2 separate regions of the Mus musculus genome follow, and region 1 is linked to region 2. A link is a contact called in public HiChIP or PLAC-seq data. All regions are on one chromosome and are shown on one strand. The core of a region is the stretch at or near the end of the contact, and the rest is flanking DNA. Distances in the headings are between cores, read along the strand shown.

Region 1 (2,700 bases), core at 201-2,700, 540 kb before region 2:
TTCGATATTGGATAGGTCAAAGGCAAGGATAATTTATTGAATAAACTAATTAGTGTCTATCCAGATATTTGCTGTTATTACTCAACACAAAAGAACGTTTGAGATAGAAGCCATTGTTAGAATTTTGACATAAACTTCTCTAAAAAGACTCTCATGCTGAAATCTTGGTGCTCAGAAGTGTGACTTTGGGAAAATGAGTCACGAGGGCCGTGATGTAATCAATGGATTCATCTATGAATAAATCCACAAGTGAGTAGAACTTTGGAGGTGGTGGGGGCTGTGGAAGGAAGAGCCTGAGTGGAGGAAGTGGTTGCTGGCTGTGTGATTTTGGAGGGTGTCTTTTCCCCTCATCTCCCTTCACTTCTTGTAGCCTTCCACAAGCCTGAAGCAGGCTGAGCTAGAACTTGACCTTGCTGCCACTAAGGAGATTATCTAGGGTGGAGCCTTCCTCCCTAGATCACTCTATTGTTGAGCCAATGTAGCTGGTCCTCTTCAAAATACTGCTACCTGCTGAGAGGCCCTGGAGCTATTCCGGAGACTACACCCAATCCTGCATGTCATCACCTGCAGCTGGTTCCAGGCTCCAAGGATGAATTGGCAGGAATGGACTTTCCCCCCTCTTTTATAAAGCGTGTCTGCCATTAAAAATTTGAACCTTGAGCAGACTAGTTGTCTTGGTTCCATTATTTCTCAACCCGCCTAGGCTCCCTCTTTTCTTTCAGTTCCAAGATGCCTCCCAGGCTCGAACCCAGACATGAGAGCTACAGGCCGGCCCCAACAACTTCTCCTTTATCCTTCTTTCTCTTGATCAGACATCATGAGGTGATCAGCTTTGTACTTTGTACTATGTTACTGTCCTTGTCATGATACCAAGATTGGTCCCATCTAAAAGCCTTTGCAATGGGACCAACCTGAGTGCCGGAAACCTTGAATGTAAACAAGTCCTTCTGCTTTCAAAATGGTCTTTGTCAGATCAGTGTCACACTCTGGCCTCTGATTCATCCATGCTTCCTTTTCTAAGTCATCAGCACAATGTCTGTTGGTGAAACTACTCATCTTCCACATATAATTTCAAGATGGAAGTACCAAGGTAGCTTTAAAAGTACTCTAAATTCTGGTTTTTAGGGTATTGGCCTCTCCGGTCATCTTATGCGTTGAAAAGTTGGACACATCCTGCCTGCTCACTTTTGTTTCATTAAATCAATTTCAGATCTGGAAGTGTTTAGCCTGTGGGAATAATGCTGACAGAGTGGGCAGCAGTGTTGAGAGTCAAAGGTGAAGCCATTTTGTATCCATTTAAGGATGGAAAACATGAAGTAATTTATTGCTTTATTGACTGCCTTGGAGTGTGGAAATTCACACTTTGCTTTGCCTCAGCACTTTTCCACTCTCGGGATGGCTTAGAGGGACAAGCTACAATTACCTGATTACATTTTTGCCTTGCCATATGGCTCTAAGAAGCATGGAGAAGGGACTTTGCTTGGCAATGAGGAGAAGAGCAGCCTATCAAGGCTAGCATCCTGAACTGAGCAGAATCTTGAAATACTTCCTGTGTGATCATTTTAGAATAGTAACTGAGTTAAAAACAAATGCCAGCTGTGAAATGAATACCCAATCTGGAGGCCAGGGCTTTTGGAATCTAAGTCCAATTAGAATTAATGGAAATCATGAGATTTGCTGCAGTGTTCCTTACAGCAGGAGCATTTTCACTATTCTATGTGTGTCTCTACAGGGTTTTCATTTAATTGGCAAACATTGTAGGACATATGTCAAATTTGATCAATTCTTAGGACTTTTCATATAAATGGCTTTGAACTTGTTAGTGTTTAACCTCTATGTCCCCAGGCTTCCCATTGAAAACACTATTGCAAATTAATTTATATAGCATCATTGTCAGTGGTCAATAGCCTGGCAATGGATTTAAGAATGATGTTTGTTAAGTAAGAGCTTAGGAATAAACAGAACAGTCTTAGACCTCCTTCACCCCCACCTGTTATGAAACTAGAATTTGCACAGGAACAACTCATGCATGAATGAAAGACATAAATGGACTGGAACGCCTCTGGATGTAGAACTTATTCAAATATTACTTCCACCCGTTAATATTTCTGCTTTTACATTAACCTTGACAATTGACTGACCTTTGGTTCCTCCAGGGAGAAAAAATGGGGGACAGATAAAATGGCCCCTTCATATATATATATATATATATATATATATATATATATATATATATATATATATACCTTTTTCAGAGCAGCACAGATCTCGGGTTTTGTATCTTAACTATTTAAAGAGCCCCCATTCCTCCCTGAGCCCACATGGGGGCACTAGATTGACACTGCAATGGATAACCTGTTGAAACTAGGCAAGTAAGCCAAAGACAGGGGCCTCAAAAGTGTCAGGAGATTAGGCTGGGAGATGGCTCAGAGATGCTTGTTGCAGAAGTATCGGGGCTTGAGTGTAGATCCCAAGCAGCCACATTAAAAAGCTCTATATGGCTGCCCAAGCCTATAATCCAAGCCCTGAGGAGATGGGCCCAGGAGAATCCCTGAGGCTTGATGCTCAGCTATTTGAGCCAGAAGTAGGGTAGAGAGGTAGAGAGTGATTGATGAAGACATCTACATACACATATACATGTTCATGTGCATACATATATACACATCATCTCCATATACAAGTAGCAGGAGAAAATGATAT
Region 2 (2,700 bases), core at 97-2,596:
ATGGAGAAGATGTGGCCTCCAGTGCTCCTTTACTTTGTTCGTGATTCTCATCCACCTAAGGAAAAGTTTCAGAGATTCCGGGGACTGGGTGTATTAGACGGAGGGTTTATGGAAGGAAGGGAGTCACGAAAGAGACTGATGAGGCAGGGGGTAGGAGACAGTGAGCTTGGTTGTGTGTCTCTCACTGTTGACCAGCAGTAAGTGTCTCTATAATGTATGTATGCCACTGTGCAAAGTCCACTAACTGGAAATAAATCTGGAGCCAAGATTTGGAAAGGGCTACCCATCTCACATCTGGACAGATCAATAAGCCCTTCCTCAAATGTGTTGTCATGCAGGCCCGTGCACAACCTGCTTCTAAGGCTTGTCTCGGCTCTTAGTTTATGCTATCATTGTCAATGACACCTGGCAAGTCTCAGCTTTAAATACAAGGAAAGCAAGAGGGATCCCAGAGCCCTGGCACTGTTACTCTTCCAGGGGAAGGAGAAGAGCCGTGTATGCCAGCGAGCTTAGTGGTTATGATACCTTGCTATTCACATGAACACTGTTTCTCAGTTGCAAGGTTTCACTAGACAAAGTTCACTGGAAAGTATCGTCTATTTTGTAATCTACATTATTTGTATAGGAATCCTGTTGTTCATAATAGGTGTCAATAGATATTGTTTGGATGAATAAATGAGGTTACTCTGGATTAGCCTTTTATTGGCAAAGGTAAGCTGGTTTGTTTTACAAGGTCAAGTGTGTCCAAGTATGAATTACTTAAGACAATGCATTACTTTTCATGACGCTTCTCTCATAGGATAACATTTGATGTCCTGTAAAGATCATATTGATTTGCTTGTCATGGGAATGTCAAATACAATTGCCACAACAGGAACAAGCTGAGTACATTCTGTGTTCTCTAAATAAAGAACACCAAGCCCAGCACAGAAAGCCACTGTCTAAAAATTCAGCTGAAAATTCCTGTAGAACAATCAGTGCTCACTGGCAAACTTTCCAAATTACTAGAATGGTTTTGGAAACCAGACCAGAGACAACATTTATATATAAAACTCTGCCAGGTTCTCACATACGCTTTTAACATCACCCTCTATATTTGGGACAGATGAAAGGGTAATTGGAGGCCTGTGGAAAATCTGAGTAGTGGGGTTACACATTCTTCTTTGCTTCTCACGTATCTCCCACATTCTAGAAGGGAAGGAAAGTGCTTATGTAATTCCATGCTGCTGTTGGATCACTATGGTTCCCATGTTCCACTAATCACCTCAGGCAGGTCCGGTGGAGATTCGGGATCTTCAGCCAAGGGAACCACGGAAGTCACAAGTACCTCGCCCCCAAACCCCCTTCAGTCTGGACTGAGGACCAACCATGCATACATCCAAAAACCCCAGGTTCCTCTTTTCTAACCCAATGATGTGCTTAACAGGAAAGAGGAAATGAAATTAAACAAAAACAGGCTTTTAAACATACTGTAGATACTGGCCAACATAAAGCCCCCCCCCCCCAAACTGTTAACATCCATGATTGCATTCTTGGTAAAGAATCATCCAAAATAGAAGCTGTCAGGAAAAAGACACATTGGACCAAGCTATTCCTTGAAAGGGAATTCCAGCCTGGAACCAAGTAGCTACAACCTGCCTTGCAGTAGGAAAGGACAACCCAACCCCAATATGGGCCATGAATCTACCAAACAAAAAAAAACCTATTGCCATGCCTACTGCCCAGCTTACAGAGACAAGAAGGGCTGAGCAGAATCGGAGTCATGCAACTCCATCCCCAAATGTGTCCTGCATTCCTCTATGGAGATTTCACATTTGAACACTTTACGAAGCAGGCTTCCAAACCAGTGCTGAACTCCAGAATGTGAGCTGACCTTTGTTTGTTTGTTTGTTTGTTTGTTTGTTTTTCTGGCAGGCATGCTTTCTTGGGGCCAATAGTATATCATCTACTACTCTGCTACTTTGTTATCTATTTGCCTATCTGGGGCCTGAGTGATTAGCATCTTTATCTACACCTATTACTTGAAGAATACCTAGCTTTTCTGGCTTACATTGCCTTGGTTGCTTGTTTTTTGTCAATTTAACACAAGTCAGAGTTATCTGGGAAGATGGATCCTCAGTTTAGACAATGCCTCCATGAGACTGGCCTGTAATAACTATACCATCCATTTTCTTGATCAATAATTGATGTGGGAGGGCTAAGCCCTCCTCTTGTATAAGAAAACAGGCTGAGGAAGCCGTGTGAAGCAATTCACTAAGCAGCACTTTTCCACGGTCTCTGCTTCAGTTCCTGCCTCCAGGTTCTGGCCTTGAATGCCTGTCTTGACTTCTCTCAGTGATAGAGTGTGATCTGAGCATTATAAGCTGAAATAGTTTCTTTCCTCTCCAAATTGCTTTTGACCATATGTTTTAGGACAAGAATAGAAACTCTAAAATGCATGAGGTGTGGATTTGAATAGGAATGGCAGCATAAGCCCATATATTTGAGTGCTTAATCATGAGTGAGTGACACTACTTGAGAAGGATTAGGAGATATGACTTTGTCAGAGGAAGGTGTGTCACTAGGGGGTAGGCTTTGAGAATTCAAAAGCTGGAACCTGACCCAGTGTCTATCTCTGTACCTATCTCTGTCTGTCTCTGTCTGTGTCTCTGTTTCTATGTCTGTTTCTGTCTTTGTCTCTGTCTTTTTCTTTTCTCTCTC

The links. HiChIP or PLAC-seq counts read pairs in DNA pulled down with a chosen protein or histone mark.
Region 1: a contact with region 2 is called in an H3K27ac HiChIP or PLAC-seq map of large pre-B cells, with 7 times the contacts expected there. The contact joins two enhancer-like sites. A contact is called at or near these places in 1 of 15 datasets of contacts at CTCF or cohesin (pro-B cells), 3 of 115 datasets of contacts at active chromatin or transcription factors (embryonic stem cells and large pre-B cells) and 1 of 9 other capture datasets (embryonic stem cells).

The regions. Positions count from the first base shown.
Region 1 is chr1:14,686,016-14,688,715 of GRCm38.p6, reverse strand. No RefSeq gene overlaps it. Among named protein-coding and RNA genes, the nearest start is that of Msc, 69 kb to the left of the region's middle. Within about 2 kb of position 1,450, at least 6 of the 459 cell types and tissues checked have an H3K27ac peak or open chromatin away from gene starts, as enhancers often do.
Region 2 is chr1:14,142,762-14,145,461 of GRCm38.p6, reverse strand. No RefSeq gene overlaps it. Among named protein-coding and RNA genes, the nearest start is that of Gm39596, 100 kb to the right of the region's middle. Within about 2 kb of position 1,346, at least 38 of the 459 cell types and tissues checked have an H3K27ac peak or open chromatin away from gene starts, as enhancers often do.